Linked DNA regions of Mustela erminea: region 2 is linked to region 1. The links are chromatin contacts, called in public Hi-C maps. All regions are on one chromosome and are shown on one strand. Each heading gives the region's core, a stretch centred on a gene start, on an enhancer-like site or on the middle of the called end of the contact. The rest is flanking DNA. Distances are from core to core; before and after follow the strand shown.

Region 1 (5,819 bases), core at 1,954-4,453:
ACCCAAGTACAGTCTCACTCCATTGTCCGACTGAGGCTGCTTCCACCACTTGAGCAGGAGGGGACCCCAATGATGCCTCAGATCTAACAGTGATTCTGAGTTTGGGGGATGCACACTGGAATCACTGAGGGGAACTTCTAAGAATCCATTGGCCAACCAAGCCCTGGACTAATTGCACCAGAATCTCTAGGGGTGGGGACGAGGCATAAGCATTTTTTAAAACTCCCAGGTGAGCTCTATGGTCAGCTGTCACCGACTGGAGAGGGGAAGACGAGATCTCCATGAAAACGGTCTTGGAACTAAACTGTTGGAAAACCCAAGACAGAACTATGATCTGGCCCTCCCTTCTTTGTTTATTTAAAAGTATAAAACTTCTAAGTGGGCTAGATTTCATTTTCCTGTTACAGAGAACAGAAAGATAAGCATTCTGTAATAAACATATGGTACACATTATTCCTTCAAATAGAAAGTACTGAATAGAAGAATCCTCTTGGCTAGACCAGAAAGAAGAGTCACAATGACCACTTTTTCATAAATATTTAATGAGTATCGACCCTATGTCAGGCATTGTGCTTGATGCTGGGGAGGAGGACAGACAGCATCTATAGTGGAGAGGAATACTATGAAACCATAGTACAGACAAAGATAAATACTTGTCAATCAGTCAGTTGCACCAGAGATATCTCCCCAGACCTGAAGGTCAGAGTGTCTAGACAGTGCGGTTTTGCCTGAGATTTTGGTAGGAATGAGTGGGCAGGTTAGAGGTGTGGAGAACTAAACAGTGGGATTGTTTTGCAGTTAGGAGAGGTCTCAGGCAGCGGAATGGGCAATGTTTATCTCTGTATCTACCTAGTTTCTTTTTCTTTTATTTTTTAAATTAAAAAAAAAAAAGATTTTGTTTATTTGGGAGAGCTAGAACAAGCAAGCACAAGCAGGGGGCGCTGCAGAGCTCGATCCCAGGACCCTGACATCCTGAGCTGAGCCAGAGGCAGATGCCTAACTGACTGAGCCACCCAGGCACCCTTTTGTCTACCTAGTTTCAAGGGGACAAATAGTTCTAAGCCAATCACTCATGAGACAAAGAACAGGATGTTGACCAAAGGCAAAGGGGTCTACGTGTGGCCTTATCACTCCTAATCAAGATTTTGTATATTGTATATATGTGCTTTTCTTCCCTGTCTTTTTTAGTTGGTAGCATTTCAAATATATGCAAAGGAAGAGAGACTAGTATAATGAATCCTCACATACAATCCTCCAACTTCATTAAGTATCAAAATTTGGTCACTCTTGATCATTTATCCCTCTTTATCCTTTTCAACATAATTTTAAGGCAAATCCTAGACATGTGTCACTTCATTCCTACATACTGTGATATGTATACAGTTAATTATATTTAACCAATTTTTTAGATTTAGGAAGGCTTCCTAAGAGAGGTGACATCTAAGTTGAGATCAGAAGGATGGGTCACAAATAGCTTGGTGAGGATGTAGGTGGCAGGGCCGGGACAAGGAGTCAGGAATGTTTTAGTCAGGGAGAAGAACATGCACTAAGTACATTTTGAGGAGAAAGGGATCCATAAAAGTTTTTGAGAGCCTCGAGCTCCAGAAGGCCTGAGTTAATTAGAGGAGAAAGAAGGAAACGGTATATCAAAAGATTTCCCTAGCCCAGAGCTCTCTGTAGCTTCACTCTGCTGGGGTCCACTTTCAGTTCCTGCCTGAGTTGGGAAATCTAGAATCTCATGGGTCTCAAAGCATCAGACTAAGCAAACTGTGTTCAGGCGCTCAGTTCTCTCACACAGCATCCCTCATTCCTGCCAGCCGAGGTAGGTGGCCCCCTGCCTGCACACCCCCCCCTTACCATGCTGTTAGATCAGAAGTGGGGGCTTGTCTTTCATGGATTTGTTCCTCCTGAAACCCACCCAGAGAAGTGAGGAGGCCCATGTTCTCGAATGGAAAAATGAGGACATTGCAGCTGAGTCCACAGGTCAGGAGAGAGATGAGCTGGCAACAGATCTGGGAACCATCTGCAGAGATGCGCTGGAGGTGAAAAGTGAGCCTGCGCCAGTAGCCAGAGGGATGCGAATATTTAAGTGCCTAGCAGAGCAGTTCCATTATATCTTGGTATCATTTCCTTAAGCTTCATAATTACATTGGTTCATTATTTTTCTTGCACCCAATTGTGTTCCTGCGCTAAAAACTACAAAACTATTAATTATGGATCTGTGGCCTTGTCTTTGGAGATAGTAAACCTAGGAGATGGCAGCAGGTTGGGATACAGGAGGTTGGGGGTTGGGGGCATGAAGCGTTCAGGAGACGAGAGAAGGAAGCTGAGTCCCTGGGAGTTACAGAATTGAGGGTTCGGGGAGGGAGAAGCACGGGAGGCCAAACTCGCCAAAGGGGGAAATAGTTTCCCATAATTGCAGGGACGCCCCACTGAAGGATTCGCAGTCCCGTCCACCAGTGAGGACACGCTGGCTCTGGAAGATCCCCCAGGGCCTTGCTGGTTCGAAGCGCTGGAAGCGACCTACGTCCCGACTCAGCCACTAACTGTGGGACTGGGGCAAGGGCCTTCATCTCGAACCCCTTAAAGACCCCTGGCAGCTGAGGGACCCCGGGCTTGGAGCCAGCAGTCTAGAGGGGCCCTAGCGCCCCTGCACTCCCGCTCGGCGGTCCAGCTCTCACCATCCCTGTTTTACAGACGAGAAAACGGGGGGTCAGGGGCAACGCCAGGTCTGGACCGCAGGGCTCCGGGGGTCGACAAGAACCTCTGCTTGTGACGCTGAAGGCGCTCGCGGGCCGGCGCGGACGGTCCCTTCCCGCGGTTCCACGGGACGAGAACACGCCCAGCGCCAGCGGGAGCAGTACGAAGCTGGCGGCCGGCGCTGGCTGGGGGTGGGAGGCCGGGGGCCGGGGGCCGGGGGCCGGAGACTGGGGGCCCGGCGCCCGACTCCTCACCGCGCTTCCCTTCCGCGCAGGTGCGGCCCGGCCGGAGCTAGGAAGATCCGGCTTCCGGTTTCCAGGCACTAAGGACGTCGCCGCCTCCGCCCTAGGGGATCCCGTCTCCTCGAGGCGGCCGGGGGACGCCCGACTGGGTTCCTTCCTGCAGTCGCCACGGAAACCGCCTCCCGCGGCACGGGGGACCACAGCTCCCCCTCCTTCCCACGCAAGGTTTCGACCAATGAGATAGCGGGAGTCCTGTGACGTCGGCGGTAGCTAGGTGGGCGTCGGCCGAGAGCTGAGCCCCGGACCTGGATGGAGCCTCTGGCTGGGGGTTGGGAAGGACGGGGCCGGGCGAGGAATTGAGGGGCCAGTCCGAGAGCCACAGCTTCCTCTCCTCCTGGATGCCCCGCGGGCACCTCCTCTCGCGAGCTCTCCGGATTCACCTGCCTCCCCGCCCACCCCTCTACCTGCTCCTCCTCCTGAATTCAGTTTCCAAGCTGGTGGCCCCGGGTAGGGAGGGTGGGAGAGGAGCGTTGTCCGAGAAGCCTGCGCTGAGGAATCCGGCCGGGATTGTGGCTGATGCGGCTGATGTGGGCTGACTGTCGCTTCTGCCTGGAGAGGCTGAATGGGGCGCAGGCAGCAGTGGGAGGTACGGGTGAGGAAGGCTTTTCTTGACTGGGGAGGGTGGGCAGGGAAATTCCACCCTGGAGACAGAAGTCGGCTGAGCTGGGGCGTACCTGGGCCGGAGCGGAGCTGTGCTGAGCCTGAATGCCAGCCCTGTCCACTTCCTCCTCCTGGAGGTGGCCGGCAGACAGTGAAAAACGTGGGTCTGTACACCGCGGAAGCCCGAGGGGACATTCCTAGGTGGAAGCGTGTACTCACTGGTATTTGTGGTTGGGGTGAGGAAGGGGGGTGTCTTTGTTAAGGATTCTTTGGGCCCAGAAGATTCTGGGGCTGTTCCTTAGAAGGCCGTAGAACCTGGCTCAGCCCAGCGTGGAGAGGGTGCCTGGAGGCAAGTCCATCATTCTTCCCTCCTTCCCTTTCTCACCTCTCTCCCTCTCTTTCTCAGTGTCTGTTAAGGGACGTCTGTGAGCCAGGCCCTGTTCCAAGGACTGGAGGGAGAGAGTGCAGACCACACACAAGAGAGTTCAGGCCCTCCAGGAGACGGCATTCTAGGGTGCATTCGAGCCTGCCTTCTAGATGCTAGACCCCAGACCCTGCTCTGGAAGTGATCATTTGTGCTGAATGCAGGGAAGAGATCACGACCAGACATAGTCCTAAAAGTGGGTACCCCCCCCTTTTAAAAAAATTTCAGCTTTGTTGAGGTATAATCAGCATATACAATTACAAGGTGTTTGAAGGGTAGGGATGCCTGGGTTAAGCATTTGCCTTCGGCTCAGGTCATGATTCCAGGATCTTGAGATTGACTCCTGTGTTGGGTTCCTTGATCAATGTGGAGCCTGGTTCTCCTTCTACCTACCCCTCCCTATGCTTGTGCCCTCTCTCGCCCACGTGCGCGCGCTCTCTCTGACAAATAAAATCTTCTAAAAAAAAAAATTTGAAGGGGACATCGCAGTGATTTGATATAGGTAGGTACATAATTGTGGAAGGATTCCCTCATCTAGTTAACACATTCATCACCTCCTCAGACCTCATTCATCTTACAGTTGGACATTTATACCCCTTTACCAAATGTCCCTATTTCCCCCCCATCCTAGCTTCTGTCAACCATTTTTCTACGCTGTGTTTCTATGAATTGGGCTTTTTTTTTTTTTTAAGGTTCCACATATAAGCAATCCCATGCAGTATGTGTTTTTCACTGGCTTTTCACTAAAGAGTGTATCCTTTCGGGGCGCCTGGGTGGCTCAGTGGATTAAGCCGCTGCCTTCGGCTCGGGTCGTGGTCTCGGGGTCCTGGGATCGAGTCCCGCGTCAGGCTCTCTGCTCAGCGGGGAGTCTGCTTCCATCTATCTCCCTCTCTGCCTGCTTCTCCGTCTGCTTGTGATCTCTGTCAAGTGAATAAATAAAATCTTAAAAAAAAAAAAGTGTATCTCTTTTTTTTTTTTAAGATTTTATTTATTTATTTGACAGAAATCACAAGTAGGCAGAGGGGCAGGCAGAGAGAGAGAGGGGAGAAGCAGGCTCCCTGCTAAGCAGAGAGCCCGATGTGGGGCTCAATCCGGGGCTCTATCCCAGGACCCTGGGATCATGACCTGAGCCTGAGGCAGAGGCTTTAACCTACTGAGCCACCCAGGCGCCCCAGGAGTGTGTATCCTTTCTTAATGGCATCCCGAGCATATCCCCAAAGCTGCCCTTCCCTTGTGCTAACTCAGGGCCAACTCTCCAGGCCTCTGGGTAGTATCCATCCCCTCAGCCCCAGTACATTCTCTCCCCTTTGGTCTGGAATCAGAAGATTTACCCAGGAAGAATTGGGCCTAGACTCGAGCATCTTGGTCCTACCCTCAGCTGCAGTCTTTGGAAGGACTCAGAGGGGTAAGGTATCGAGGTTCGAGGGATTTGGGGCCCAGCCAAGGAAAAACATATGACCTTGAGAGGCAGTAACACACACACCAGTTTTAACAAGGTTGGGCTTGAACAAGAGAGCAAGGGCGGGGGCGGGGGGGGGGGGAGTCTGTGAGGGCCTGAGAAGCTTAAAGTGAGCTGGAAGGAGCCCCCACCCAGCAGAGAGAGGCAAGGGAACGACCAGGGAGGTGGGACTCAGCGAGGGGGCTTACAGGTCTAGCTACTGTTGCTCAGCGGCATGGGGGGCAGGGTAGGGGGCAGTGTCTGAGTCAAAGGGCAGTTTGGAGTCTTATAACTATCAGACTCTATCTTATCTCTGTATCACAGACGTGGGGGGAGCTGTGCCTTGCAAGGTATG
Region 2 (5,819 bases), core at 1,550-4,049, 97 kb after region 1:
CACCGCATCTGTAGGCACTCACAACAGAAACAGCCGTAACCCTAGGGCCTACTGGATGGCCAAGAGTGCTGAGATCACTGGATTCATGTTCTTGAAGCTCAGCTCAATCAGAAACTTGTTTTTCCTCAGCCTTTTAGGATTAACTGCAATATGCAATGCTCTCAGAAATCGGTACTTTCAAATCCCAACTCTCCTAAATATTAGTTTCCGGCCTCCAGCCAACAGCTTCTCTTAGCCTTAGTAAAGTACAGAAAAGCTACCTATCTTATAGAGGTACTGTGGAGATGAAGAATAATATAACTAAAGGTCTTATCACAGTGTTTGGCGGGCAATCAATGTTATATGGACTGTTATTACCAAGAGGGCTGCTGAATTAAAAGAGATCTCACCTCTGTACAGTGATATTGCTAAGAAACTGCAGGCCTCCCTCTCCTTAGTGTCTAAGAGTGAAAACATTTTACAAAACAATAAAAATCACAAACTTTCTCCCTACTACTTCCAAATCATAATATTTTTCCTCATCAAGAGTTCATACTATTTTAAAAATGCCTGTTCTTGCCACCCATTTATATGGATTACAAGTGTGTATAACAGTGATACACACATATCCAAAAAGTGATTCCAGTCCATTCATGTATATCCTGCAGACACTGAGCTTTGGAAACAAGTGCAGGACCACCACCAGGCATGTGGAGAGGAAAGAAGATAACAGCACTTTTTTGGGGGGACCTCTCGGAAGTGAAAACAACCCAACCATCTATAGACAAAAATTATTCCCCCACACAAATGGCAGAAAAGATCCTTCCCTATAATTAGCCCTTCTTTTCCCCTGAAAGCCCTGCAAAAAAAGGGTTGTATGAAACTACTTTAAAATAAGTGATAAGATGGCTGCACATTCAGCAGACACACTAGAGAACATCAGGATCTTGACAAAGAAATGTGAAAGTGGCTACTGGTAAATCATGCCAAGGTCATATCAGGATGTCAGAAGATTTCCTCTACCCCTGGGAGAAATAAGCCACTAAAAGCAATTCCGCGATGTATCGTGTTTTCCAAACAGTGGTGACTTCTAATTTCCTCTTTTGTAATTAAAATTACTGTATGGCTATCAACCCCAAACATAAACTTACTATCACTAGGAAATCTCTTCTTAATAACCCTGGATAAACATGTTTAAGTAGTTCAGTACTGAAGACTGGAATACAAGCTATTATAATGCCCAATCACAATATCCCAAATATAATTTTAACCTTTCAGAGGAGGATAGTTTTGGAAGGACAGCCAAAGATTCTTCGTAAATTGTCCTTTTCATCACGTTAAAAAACACTAACACAAAGCAAAGTCTGTATGTGCCAAGAAACTGGGACACAAACAAAAAAACCAACAAAATAAACGATTCCTGAGGCAACTGTGGGGTCAGCTACACGTTCATTCATTCAGTGAAGAAATATGGGAATAACTTCTATGTGCCAGTCATCACTTATGAACACAGGGATGCATAAGACATAGTTCCTTGCCTCAAAAAATGTAGTCTAAAATTAACGTCTGAAGAGTCACAAGAGTCATTTTACAATAAAATTGTATTAATAGACATAGAAATACATAAACTAGTAAAATACATTTACATATATTAATAAACAAGCTGAAAGAAAAAAAAGACCCTCTACTGCAAATTTACTAACAAATTTTGTTATCCGAGTCTGAAACATGACTAAAGTTGTAATGTACTTTCAGGACAAAAATTAACTAATGACACACGTTTTACGAAGGCCTCCTCACGCCCCACCCCTCCCCCCAACACACACCAAACACAATTTGTAAATTGGGTGCTTTTCAGCTTGACACGCAGGGCGTGGCACGGGAGTTCTCACACAACCCCAAAGACACCTGGATAAGCTCTCACAAGTCTGGACATTCAGGTTTCTCAAGCAAAGGCCAGTTAACTCCCTAATTCTCCTTAAACCTTGAAACAACACTGCCACCTCTCTGTGCTGTCATCCCTGCCCACTTACACACATATACCCAGACTAAAGCATACAAATCACATCTTCCACTCCCGGAAAACCGTAAGGAACAAATCCAGAGGAATGACCCTCTCACTCAAAAAATATCTGTATTCTCTTCCTCGCTTTAGAGGCTAGATTACCCTAATATGACTAAAGCTGTGCAGTTCAAAGCTGAGCATCTAATGACTTAAGTCTGAAAAAGCCATTCCTTTAACTAGCACAAAACCCTGGCGGAGATGCTTAAAAAGCAACTGCTCTAGTACAGGCGAGGAGTGGAAGAAAGGGAAGGAGGGGAGAGGGGCGGAGTGAAGCGCGGGGACTGCGGCGGTGGCGACGGGTCCCCCCAGGTCGCGGGCACCGCCCAGGCGGGGACCTCGGCGCGGCGGGCCAGAGATGCAGGGTGACCTTCCGACGAAGCCAACTCAAGGAGGTGCTGGGCTCGGAGGACCGAGCCGCAGCCGCCGGCTCTCGGGGGTGCACTCGCCCGCACAGCAGTGAACACCGCGCCCCGGATTCCAGCCCGGGCTCGTCCAGCAGCTCGTTCCGGGACAGAACGCGGGATGTGCAATCTCGGCGTCCGGGCCCTGAGCCTGGGCCTCGGCCCGCCGCCGCCTGGACACACCCCCGCCGCCGCCGCTCCGGCCGCCCCAACCCCTCCTGGGGCGGCCCGGGCAGGCATCACTCACCTGCACCGCAAGCCGGTCCTCCGCCCCGCGGGTTCTGGAAGCCGCGGCTGGGCTGGCCTCGGCCGGAGAGAGCTTGGCCCTTGTCGTCTGGGAGGCTCCCCGCCGCGAGCGGCAGAAGGACGAGTCCGACGGGCGGCGGCGGAGCCTTGGCGGCAGGAGGAGGAGGAGGACTCGGGGTGCTCCGCTCTCCGGAGATCCACCCTCCTCCTGGCCGCTCTGCAGCAGCCGCCGCAGATCACTTCCGGGGCGCTGGGGGAGCGGGGCGGGGCCGGCTGGGGAGCAACTTCCTGTCCGTGGGCGGAGAGGAGGTTGTCGGGGGCTGGGGCTGGAGAACAATGGCCAGGAGGGCGCGGACTTGCTGGCGTCTACCCGCTGCGTGCTGAGAGCTGGCTGCGCTGCCCTTCGGACCGCCCCACCCCCGGCTTCCCGCGCCCGGCGAGGTGGACTCGCCTCCCGGGGTCCCGGGAGCTGCCGCAGGCCTCGCGGAGGTTCCCGGATCTCGGCGTCGGCGCCGCGACGTCCTTGTCTCTCTTCTGGGGACCAAGGAGGGGGTTCTCGGGGAAGGAGGGGAAAGCGGAGGCCGCCATCTTGCTTTCGGGGGCCGGCGCTTCCCCTGGTTGTCCCAGGGTGAAGGCCGCTTGTCCCGTGGCCGGGGTTTTCCCGAGTGGGGCTGGCGACGTGGCTCGTTGCGGGCGGAAAACTTGGAGATGGCTTGGTCGGTTCCCTGCCCTGGCCGGAGGGTTCCGGTAGCCGCCCTGGGCCTCGGGTCGAACTGCTGATCCCTGGAGAGCTCGGACCTTAGGGTGTTTTGTGATTTTTTACTGAGGGGACTCGAGCCCCCGGACACCGCAGGCCTCGTGTCCGGTGCGGCCCTGAGATCAGGCGGCGCCCCCATCTTGTGATTTGGTGGCTTGAGTTGGAAGAGTTGCACTAAATCGGCTCCTCTGTTTGACCCTTTCCACAGATTTGAACGAGATCGTTTGCTTAAGATCCGTTAGCGCTCGGAGTCTTCCCTGTTGACATTTATTTATCCCCTTCTCTCCTCCCACTGCTGAATAGCAGTTCCCAGCTTTGCACAACTCGTTCAAGGAATGCCCACTCTGACGGGCCGACGTGGAAGCAAGTAATTATGGTTGGAAGGATGGTGGACCAAAGTATCCAGAGGGAAGAATGGAGGTCTCATAACTGCGTTAGGTTTTCAAGATAAGGGATTTCCCAGCACAAATTTAAGGGTGGGATGGTAAAGCCAAATCCTAGCAAAAAGGACATGCAGCAAAGGGAAAGATAGTATGTGTTTAGAAGTCTGGGTAATATTACAGGACTTAAAAGTTAAAGCCTGAGTTGCTGAAAAGGATGAATCTGGAGAAGCAGATAGGAACCAAATTGTGAACCGTCTTTCACTCCTTGGTGAGGCAATGAATAGAGGAGTGACCCTGGACAGTTTTACAATTTAGGCTGTTGGTAGAGGACATTAGTTGATTGGAAGAAGAGGGGAAGAGGGCTTGTGGACGAGGGGACTTGACAGAAATCAAGAGAAAGGATAAGGACCATTATGGGGAGTGTCTGTGAGCACCCAAAGAAGATGGATTCCAAAAATACCAGGATGCCAAATCAAGTGATTGTAATTGTAATTGATTGCTGGGGGGAAGATTCTGGGTAAGCCAATGGAAGTAGCAACATGATGCCTTGCTTTGCGTTGGGGAGAGGGTAAAGGTGTAATTTACCAAATGGAATAGGGAATGGCTGCGATGGGAAAAGGGAGGGGATGTGGAAACGAGTGCCATTTTGGACCTGGCCAGCTTGAGGTGCCAGTGATGCTGTCTCAGGCAGTTGCTACATGGGTCCGGAGTTCTGGGCTGAAGTTAGAAACACCACAGGCTTGTATCCCCACATGCAAGCCCACTGCAGGCCCACTTTGTCGAGCACAGTTTCAAAACCACTTCTTTCTCCCTACCTTTTCTTGGGAAAATTGCAGAAATACTACGTTTTAAAAATCCCGATGTGGTAATTATACATATGCCCATGCCAATACTCAAATGTTTAATGTTTCTATTGGACCGGAAAGGTCAGGCTTACGAAAAACAGTATGACAGTGACAACTAGTATATAAGCATAAACTCAAAGATGAAATATCATTAATTTTAAAAATTGTTAGGTTTAATCATTGACAATAAACAGCTTCTTTAAAGCCAGCCAGAAAGGACTGAGGACAGTAGTTTGCACAAACACCTGTTGACTGGAGAACGAGGAAGATGACTTCAAGAAGAGTGAGCAATGGGAACACAATGATAGACAACCTCAAGTTCATTAGTCAGCCTGTCTCAGTTTCTTCATTGTTGATAGCCACGCTAACCTAGCCAAAAGCACTCAGAAATAGAATGGATCATTTTGAGCAGAGGCTTTGGAAAGCAACAAATAATAAAAGCCCTATGAATAAGAGTTACAGTGGCAAACCAAAGGGTAATTATTAGTTTTTATTCAACATTTTTGAATATAAAAAATAAAGAATTCTCACCTTTAATCCGTAGATTATTCAAATACATTATTTGCAGTTTTCCTAGAGTAGAAATACATGTAGGCGTATTAAACAACCCTTTAATGGGTACCATACTGAACTGGAAATGAGAACAATGATCTCGAGGCCCTTTTTCTTTGTTCACCTTACGACCCTAGCACAGTCCCTTAACCTCTCCATGCCCTAGTTTCTTTGTAAAATAGAGATAATAATAACCCTCTACTGGCCTACCTCTCAGAGATATTATAAGAAATAACAAATTAATGCTTTAAAAGCTCTGAGGTACTTGGATGAAAGGGTATAATTGTGACTACATATCATTAATAATTAGCACTAATATCCAGTAGAACTCATGAGCGTTCCTAAATTTGCTGCCCGGGCAACTCAAAGAACATGAAGGATTCTGTTTATAAAATAGGCTTAGATTTAAAAAAGAAAAAAGAAAAGAAAAGCTGAGCTTTCTTCTTGTGAGTATAAATTTTTATTATTTATGATCAAACCTGTGTGTTAAATATACTATGAGTAAGAAGTAAAAGGAATTTTTAGTAACTACAGCTCTTATGTTCACTGCTGTTATAGATAATCTGTATTTTAGGGGGGATGTATAGAGTG

The links. Hi-C and Micro-C count contacts between places; a contact is called where the count stands out from the background.
Region 2: a contact with region 1 is called in a Hi-C map of skeletal muscle, with 6 times the contacts expected there. The contact joins the promoter of RALA here to the enhancer-like site in region 1. A contact is called at or near these places in 3 of 3 Hi-C or Micro-C datasets (fibroblasts, skeletal muscle and spleen).

The regions. Positions count from the first base shown.
Region 1 is chr11:105,522,033-105,527,851 of mMusErm1.Pri, forward strand. No RefSeq gene overlaps it. Among named protein-coding and RNA genes, the nearest start is that of CDK13, 75 kb to the left of the region's middle. Within about 2 kb of position 3,204, the one cell type or tissue checked has open chromatin away from gene starts, as enhancers often do. A contact at or near this core is called in fibroblasts, where this site is marked.
Region 2 is chr11:105,619,520-105,625,338 of mMusErm1.Pri, forward strand. It overlaps RALA (ras-related protein Ral-A), which reads right to left and starts at 2,800. Exons shown (of 5, transcript XM_032304240.1): 1 at 2,693-2,800.